Linked DNA regions of Mus musculus: region 1 is linked to region 2. A link is a contact called in public Hi-C data. All regions are on one chromosome and are shown on one strand. Each heading gives the region's core, a stretch centred on a gene start, on an enhancer-like site or on the middle of the called end of the contact. The rest is flanking DNA. Distances are from core to core; before and after follow the strand shown. Region 1 holds the start of Bcas3os2 (breast carcinoma amplified sequence 3 opposite strand 2). Region 2 overlaps Bcas3 (breast carcinoma amplified sequence 3).

Region 1 (3,698 bases), core at 273-2,772, 42 kb after region 2:
TTCGTCAGATCATCCACTCGTGCACATTTCTTCAGCATACAGTGTATGGAATCCCCAACAGAAGCCTCAGACTCAGGAGGGTAATTAGACATAATCTCCAGATGTCCGAGGTCTAACAGGGAAGACAGATGTGTAAACAGAGGCTCAGGGTACAATAGGGACATCAATAGAGGGCTTCCCTGCACGTGCCAACTGTTTCCTGGGAAAGCCCTTGGTAGAAAGAGGATGTGGGGATCAATATTTTATCCTTTAGACTTCAAAGAAAATCACGTAGGGGATAGTACTGAGCTAGACAGCATGGGTCAAGTTACAGAACTTTTATGAACCCTCAGTTTCTGTACCTGTAAAATGGGATGATATAAGCCTTGAATAGTTAAAATGTAAGGGCAACAACAAATTCAGTCATTAAGCCTTACACATGACAGGGCAAAAGAACCACCAAAAAATACTCTTTTACAGGTATGTATGCTAAAAAAAGTCAACAAATAAATGTGACAGCGACAACTAATTACAACAGCAGTTAGAGTTAATTAGTGCAAGCAGATGTGTGACCCATTCATAGCCTGTGGCTCCCAGGCCCTGAGGCTGGGGCCTTTTCTGCACAGTCTTCCTAAACAGTGTCAGTCTGTAGGCATAGAGAGCCCAGAGGCTCCAGCATCCAGCCCAGAGGCTCAGTCATTACCCTGGGGTACTCAGAACAAGCCAGAGGGTGCCTCTTCCTTCAGCCTTGCATCATTTTCTGATCTTCCCTTTTCTCACCCACGTGACACAGGCAAACTGCCCTTTAGGGAGCCGACTCTGTGGCTATGGTTCCCTTAAAGCCCTGCGGTCTTACGTCTGTGATAGAAAATCAAAGCAAGTGTTTCTTTCCAGGGTATGGCGGGAACGGTCCTCTCTGGCCTAACATGCAGAGTCCTGCTCTTCTAGCTGGCTCACACCTGCCTTTTGCCAGGACACTGATACTCTCAGAGCAAGCCTTCCTCCCTGTATCACCCCCAAAATGCTGGGGATTAACCGAAAGCTTTAGCACTTCAGGTTTTAAGAATCTCACAATGACCCTACAGTAACCGTAACCCTGATTTCTTCTGGAAAGTTCTGGACTCAGAAGCAGCAGTGTTCATCTCCGGGCACTTGGATCTACTGGACAGCAGCTATCCTTCGTCCTGCACCTTCTCCTCTGGACATTGACTGGCTTCTCAGAAAAATATCATTCTGGCCAGGAGCTTTAATTCCCTTTCATGAAGCCTGGCAGCAAGCAGGAAGACTGCAGCTTTGGGTTATACTCTCTTCTCCAAAGTCCATAAACTGCCAAGCCCCGCCCCTACCTCTGGGCTGGATCGAGAGTGGCCACCTCACCTGGCAGCCATGTCTACCTACCTTCTGGGTTGCTAGGTATCCAGACCTATGGCAGCCTCCACCTCAAGAAGCTGGGCTGCCTGGCTTGTTGGCCTTCTTCCATGCCTGGAGCTCCAGGGGCCCTGCCCCAGCGGTGCAGCTGTGGATCAGGGCCCTGCTCAACTCCCAGCTCCCCGGTTTGCAAAGCAAACTTCAGCCTTTTACTATTTACCTTGGCAAGTCCAGGGCCGGATTGATGATCTGTAAAGTGGATTTGTTATTTGGCTGTTTGCTTTGGCAGCTCTTGAAAGCGCTTCACTGATTACAGCCCCAGATGTCATTGCGTACATTACCCTGCTCTATAACGGGCTCTGAACACTTTAATTTAAACTACAAATACTATTAAGCTTTTTGCACCTCTTCTGCCTTTAGTTTCCGTGTGTTAAATATCAGGACAGACAGCCTGCGTGCTCTCAAGCTTCCTCCTCATTGGGCTTGTCAGCCTTCTCCCTCCGAGCACTTCAGGTTCTCCTAATTTCCATGCTCTTCCCAGAAGTTTTCCCCCTATCTCCATCCCCAGCCCAGCCATCCTGGTATCAGCCATGGTAATTTTTACCTAACAGGCAGTCTTAGTCTAATGAGGAAAATACACATCACCCTACCCTATGCACTTAGTATTTTGTGCTGTCAGGTCCATTTGCAAGGGTCTTCTGCACCCGCTGTTTAGTTTAGCATCCCTGACCGTTCTTTGCAAGCAGGAATACACCACATCATGTTGCCCAACAAAAAAAGGCCTCAGCAGATGGAAGACAGCCACACTCAAAGCTGGCTCTGTTGCCCTTCTTATGCTTTATTTAAACCCCTCACCTGAGTGGGAGGAGGAGGAGGGAGCCGTGGTCAGGTCTTTAAGTGAGGCCATTACTGGTTCATATATCTTGGGGGTTATTGGTAAAGAGTGTCGATGTCCTGGCTGATGGTGGGACAGATGACTCAGTGTTCCCCAAGGTAATTGCCTCTTCCTGTTGTAAATAAACCATTAGCCAGGGTCCTCACCTCAGGAAGCAATTTAAGGCCCAAGGGAGGTGGCCAGAGAAGTCAGCTTTCAGCCTCCAGGATGGGAGGCTCACCTCTGCCCATGGAATGCCACTGCCCCAGGACTTCCCCCTAGCCATCTCTCTGCCAATTCTTGACAGACTCCCCACTGGCCTTTGATTCCACAGGCTCTGTGTGAACTGCTTCCTCTCTGAAGAAGACTACCATTACTTCTAGGGTGAAGACAGCTGAGATCTGGGGGGAGGTGCCGTCTTTCTTTTCGTTTTCTTCTTTTTTGCTCGTTCCTTAAAAGTTCTTGATGATCCAATCTCTCCCTGCCCCCTTTGGTTTTAAAATGTCCACAGTGTTTATGATAAGCGTGTTACATATGCCACACATTTCTAAAGACAGAGAGAGAGAGAGAGAGAGAGAGAGAGAGAGAGAGAGAGAGAGAGAGAGAGAGAGAGAGAGATTGGGATTAAAGTTCACAGCTGTCAGAATGCCCATGGGGAACTGGAGATGATGTAATGTACCGGCTTCAGTCCTTAGCTGGTTCAGAACTAAGACTGAGTCAGCCAGGTCTGGCTCCGGGCGGCCTCTCCCCTCCTGCACTCAAACTCTGCTTATATGTTTGGTCTGAGTTTTTGACCTGGGAACCACAGTGTCTTCCCCATGTCTTAGCCCCTCAAAGCTAGGCCGAGAGTCACCCTTGATGTGGTACCACAACGACCAGCCCTGGATCCCGCTTATTACAGGGGCCTCCAGTAAGTGGATGTTGGATGAATACCCATCAATCCACTTGAGTGGTTCTGATGTTAAAAGGACTCTGTGTTTCCTAGGACAGTCTCTGTCAGGGGCATGCTGGGGAGGGGACATGAGCACTTTCAACTTTGAAGTATTTCAGATGAGCAAGTTAATTCACTTTGTGAGTTTACTTTAGGAATAAAAGTTAGTGCAGCATTTTTGGCCAAGGCTCTCGTTCCTTTAAACCTTGACTGTAATAAGCAAATTGGGCAGATTAAGGACATACTTAACTGCCAAATGGTGTTCTGAACTGTGTAAAGTTACCCAGCGCTTTATTTTGTTCTTTTTTCTTATAGAAAAGATCATGTGGGTTCTCTCTGCCTTTTTTTTTTTTTTAGCTCTTCCTGTTTTATTGTGTTTGAAGTATCTTGTGGTGACCTGTTGGGATCGGAGTCTTCCATATGGAAGTGTTTCTTTAACTTTTTAATCATTTCTTTGGGGAAGGAGAAGGTTAGGGGTAGCAGATGTTTCTCTAGCATTGTTGGCTGAGTGGAGGTAGGGCTCGCTGAGCTGAGTTGGACTCCACC
Region 2 (3,610 bases), core at 564-3,063:
ATTGGCTTTTAATTTGCTCGACATAATTACATTCATTCAAGTTGGTCACTATCCTAGAGTATATTTCTAAGATTTTTGCCACACAGCATTTTAAATGGTTTCTGGTGTTTGCCTCACATTTGAAATGGCATTTTCCATTTCTCTATTGTTGAAAGATTGCTTTCATGTGTGCCTTTCCTTCCCTCTTCCTTTGTACATGAACCTTGCACTTGTAGTAGAGAGTCAAAGACTCGTTTCCAATTTCCATTCCAACTCGGGCTAGGAAAAGACACGTTAAATTTGAATTCTGACGTCTTCACTGATGAACACACAAACACACACACTCTCACACACACTCACACACACACATACCATGCTCTGCCTCTTCTATTTCTGTACATACTTGTAAGATCTCAAAAGTTGTATATGAGAAAGTCCTGTTAACGTCTAATGCATAACTTGGAACCATTTTTTAGTGAACACATTCACACATGATTTTTGTTATTTTTTGCCATAATCGGTCTCAGGTTTGAAGTAAAATCTGTCTCTAGAAAAGAGCAAATCTCACAGATTTTGAATCTCTTCTATTGTTTTCATAGGACTCCCTTATCAATAAGAGGGTTTCCTGAGCCCTGGGTGGGAGCTGAAAAATGAGGAGCGAATGAGCCTGCAGAGACTTTCCCTGAGAGCTGAGCCTCTTCACAGTTGGAGGAAGTCAGGAAAAGTAGGCGGGAAATTTGGAAACTATTCAGGATCAGAGAGCCCAGTTTGTTTGTATTTTGCTGAAAGAGTTCAAAGGCAGAATCTTGGGAAGTTGGTCACTCTGAGATGGGACTTCCTGTGTCAGCAAGGGAACATTCTACAGCTTGACCTGTGGGGATTTCAAAGATCGCTTGAACACCCAAGCTAAACTCTGTGTTTGGATTGGCCCTTGTAAGTAAGTATCATAAAGGAAGGATGGGAGGCTGAGGCAGAAAGATCACAAGCCAACCTGAGCTGCGTAGAAAGACAAAAAACAAAATAATTAACTAGAGAAGGAGGCAGTCACAACACAGTAGATCATGGAACAGGCCCTTTTACAAGTCTTTCAGCTCTCACTTTGGGAGTGTCATTCAGATCATTGAGTTGTTCAAATTACATTGAATCATTATCTACCCAAAAATGTGCATTTTAAGCATCTGGCTGAATTAAAACTTTATTTTAACAAGCTGAAATGTATGTGATTTTTGCCTTCCACACTCCCCTCTTTATAAGGGTTTCTAATCCTGATTAGCCTCAAACTCACTGTGTAGCTAAGGACAACCTTGAATTTCTGATCTACCTGCCTCCAACTTGAAAGACCTGGTATTACAGATCAGTGTTACCATGCTCCCAGTTGGATGTGTTGTAAGTGATTGGACATGCTAGATAAGCACTCTGCCAACCAAATTAATTCCAAATGTCTTGCCCTCCTGAAAAAGCTGTATGGGAATTGGGGTTATCTTGCTGCACTCTATTCTGTTGTGTGGTAGAACCCCTTGGACAGCCAGGACATGGCATTACCTTTAGAAATCATACTGTGCCGGGCGGTGGTGGCACATGCCTTTAATCCCCGCAGCCTGCAGAGAATAGTCCATCTGTCTGGGTCTCAGTTCCCAGAGAGGAACTCTGCGTGGCCAGGCCTCCCAGGGACCCAGAGCCTGTTCTGAGGGGTAGCAGGAGCTTTCCTAGCTCCTAGCTAATGTCCATTTGCTAAATGGAGTGTGAGAGAGGTTTTGAAGCAGTTGTGACTGAAGCCCTCTGCAGGCTATGGAACTTTGTGTTCCCAGAGCTTTGCTACCCTGAATTCCTGTCCCCATTGATGTACTGTGGCCCTGAGGCCTATAGGTGGCACTGACCTCAGGGCATCTTCTGCCACCTAGTGATCCAAACCAGCTGCCCTGAAAGTGTTGGCCGGGGGCCACTTTACTCTGGGAAATGGATTGTTAGCACTGATCAAGCCAGTTGGGTTCTTTGATTCGCCTACCTTCCTGGCAAATGACAAAACCTAAAATGCAGAGGAGGAAGCGGAACTAAACATTAACATTCAGTGCAAGCCAGAGGTGCACATGACAGGACAGTGGCACCTACTAGGACTGACCCTTGTCTCCGCAGGTGTTTTCAACAGGTATCGGTTAAGCTTCCTTGGCCCTGAAGTGAAACCCTGCAAACTTGGTTGCATCTACCCAAGGACTCTAGACCAGACTGAGGGATCACGCAGTGAAAATGTTTACTTCTCTAATTAAGCAGAATTAAGGCCTGAGCTCCGAACTGTCTAGGCCTATGCTAGGTATAATTGAGATGCATGGGCTTTGTGTAAATAATGTACCTCTAATTGGCTTTGATTAAGTGCAAATTAGGATCACACTTCACTCCTGTGTGATTTACATTCCTAAGCCCTTTTACAAACTGAAGTTCCCTGGGTGGCCAAAAGGTTTGTTTACCCAGGAGTTGAGGCTGAAGCTGGGATCTGCAGTTTCCCAAAGGTAGAGAGTCTGGAGCTGACACTTGACGTCTCCCTTCCTACTTCTGCTCTCACCTCTGGCTGAGCTCAGTTGGAGGAATGCTTGCCCAGCAATGAATAAAGAAAGCCCTGGGTTCTATCCTCAGCACCACATAAATTAAAGCCCAGTGTAGTGGTGCATGCCTGAAAGGCAGGGGATCAGGAAGTTCACGGGCATCCTCAGCTAGGATGCCTGGGCTACTTGAGGCCCTGTCTGCAAAAAAAAAAAAAAAAATTAAAATGAGTACATAAATAAATAAGTGGATCATTGGCACATTGGAGTCTGCCTCGTGAGACCTTGGAGACTAAACCAGCACCAGGCACTGCCACTGGCTGTCAGAATAGCACGGCACCTTCTTTTCGTGAGAAACCAGAAGCATTTTAAAAAGGCAAACAACTGATGGGAAGATCACCTCCCAGAAAAGTTCCCAGTGGGTGGTGTGAATCAACAAATTTCTCAGAACAGCTTCCTCTCTACAGCTTCCTGCAGGATGGCTTTGCACACAAGTTCAAGGGTGGGTCTTTGCGTTGGCGAGGCTGGAATACTGTGCATTTCATCTAATCCCCAAGGTCTCTGAATTTGCATTTGTGGCAGATCAAAGCAGCAATAGCTGCATGTGTATTGGCTCTTTCTGTCCTGGGGAAGATTGGTCCCATGAAAGGCCTGGGAAGTGGGAGCAGGGTTGGACTTGGTGTTTATGACCCTGGAGGCCTTTCACAATTAGCTCTAGGTGGGGTTTCTCCAGGTTTATCTTGCACATTAACATGCTACTGCTTGGTGTAGGCCCAGAAACCCAGCATGGCAGAGGGATTTTCACACCAGGCAAGAGTGCTAACAGTTGCCAGCCCCGGTGGGAATGCTGTTAGCAGGGCGAGTTAACTACTCAGTTCACACCCTATGAAAGTGGCGCCCAGAGCAGCCAGAGGGTTCCTTGAGTGTGTCACCTTCAGAGGACATTCAACCATAAATATGTTGGGTCTCTAAACTCTGCCCTGGGCTTGGAGTGAGAAGGCAGAGCCTATTTAGACAAGTTAACACTGCAGAGATGCTGGCCAGAGCTGGTAAAGACAAGACGGGGATGCTTTGCAGGCCCACCAAACTCCATCCAT

Evidence for each region. A called contact is a pair of places that touch in the nucleus more often than the background predicts.
Region 1: a contact with region 2 is called in a Hi-C map of liver, with 1.5 times the contacts expected there. The contact joins the promoter of Bcas3os2 here to the enhancer-like site in region 2. A contact is called at or near these places in 5 of 39 promoter capture datasets (3T3-L1-derived adipocytes, the C10 cell line, embryonic stem cells and 2 more), 5 of 484 Hi-C or Micro-C datasets (the N1E-115 cell line, Sertoli cells, liver and 2 more) and 4 of 115 datasets of contacts at active chromatin or transcription factors (embryonic fibroblasts and embryonic stem cells).

What each region holds. Positions count from the first base shown.
Region 1 is chr11:85,774,158-85,777,855 of GRCm38.p6, forward strand. It overlaps Bcas3os2 (breast carcinoma amplified sequence 3 opposite strand 2), which reads right to left and starts at 1,523. Exons shown (of 3, transcript NR_046194.1): 1 at 1,378-1,523. All of the region lies in intron 22 of Bcas3 (breast carcinoma amplified sequence 3), which reads left to right.
Region 2 is chr11:85,731,963-85,735,572 of GRCm38.p6, forward strand. All of the region lies in intron 22 of Bcas3 (breast carcinoma amplified sequence 3), which reads left to right. Among named protein-coding and RNA genes, the nearest start is that of Bcas3os1, 14 kb to the left of the region's middle. Within about 2 kb of position 1,814, at least 9 of the 459 cell types and tissues checked have an H3K27ac peak or open chromatin away from gene starts, as enhancers often do. A contact at or near this core is called in liver, where this site is marked.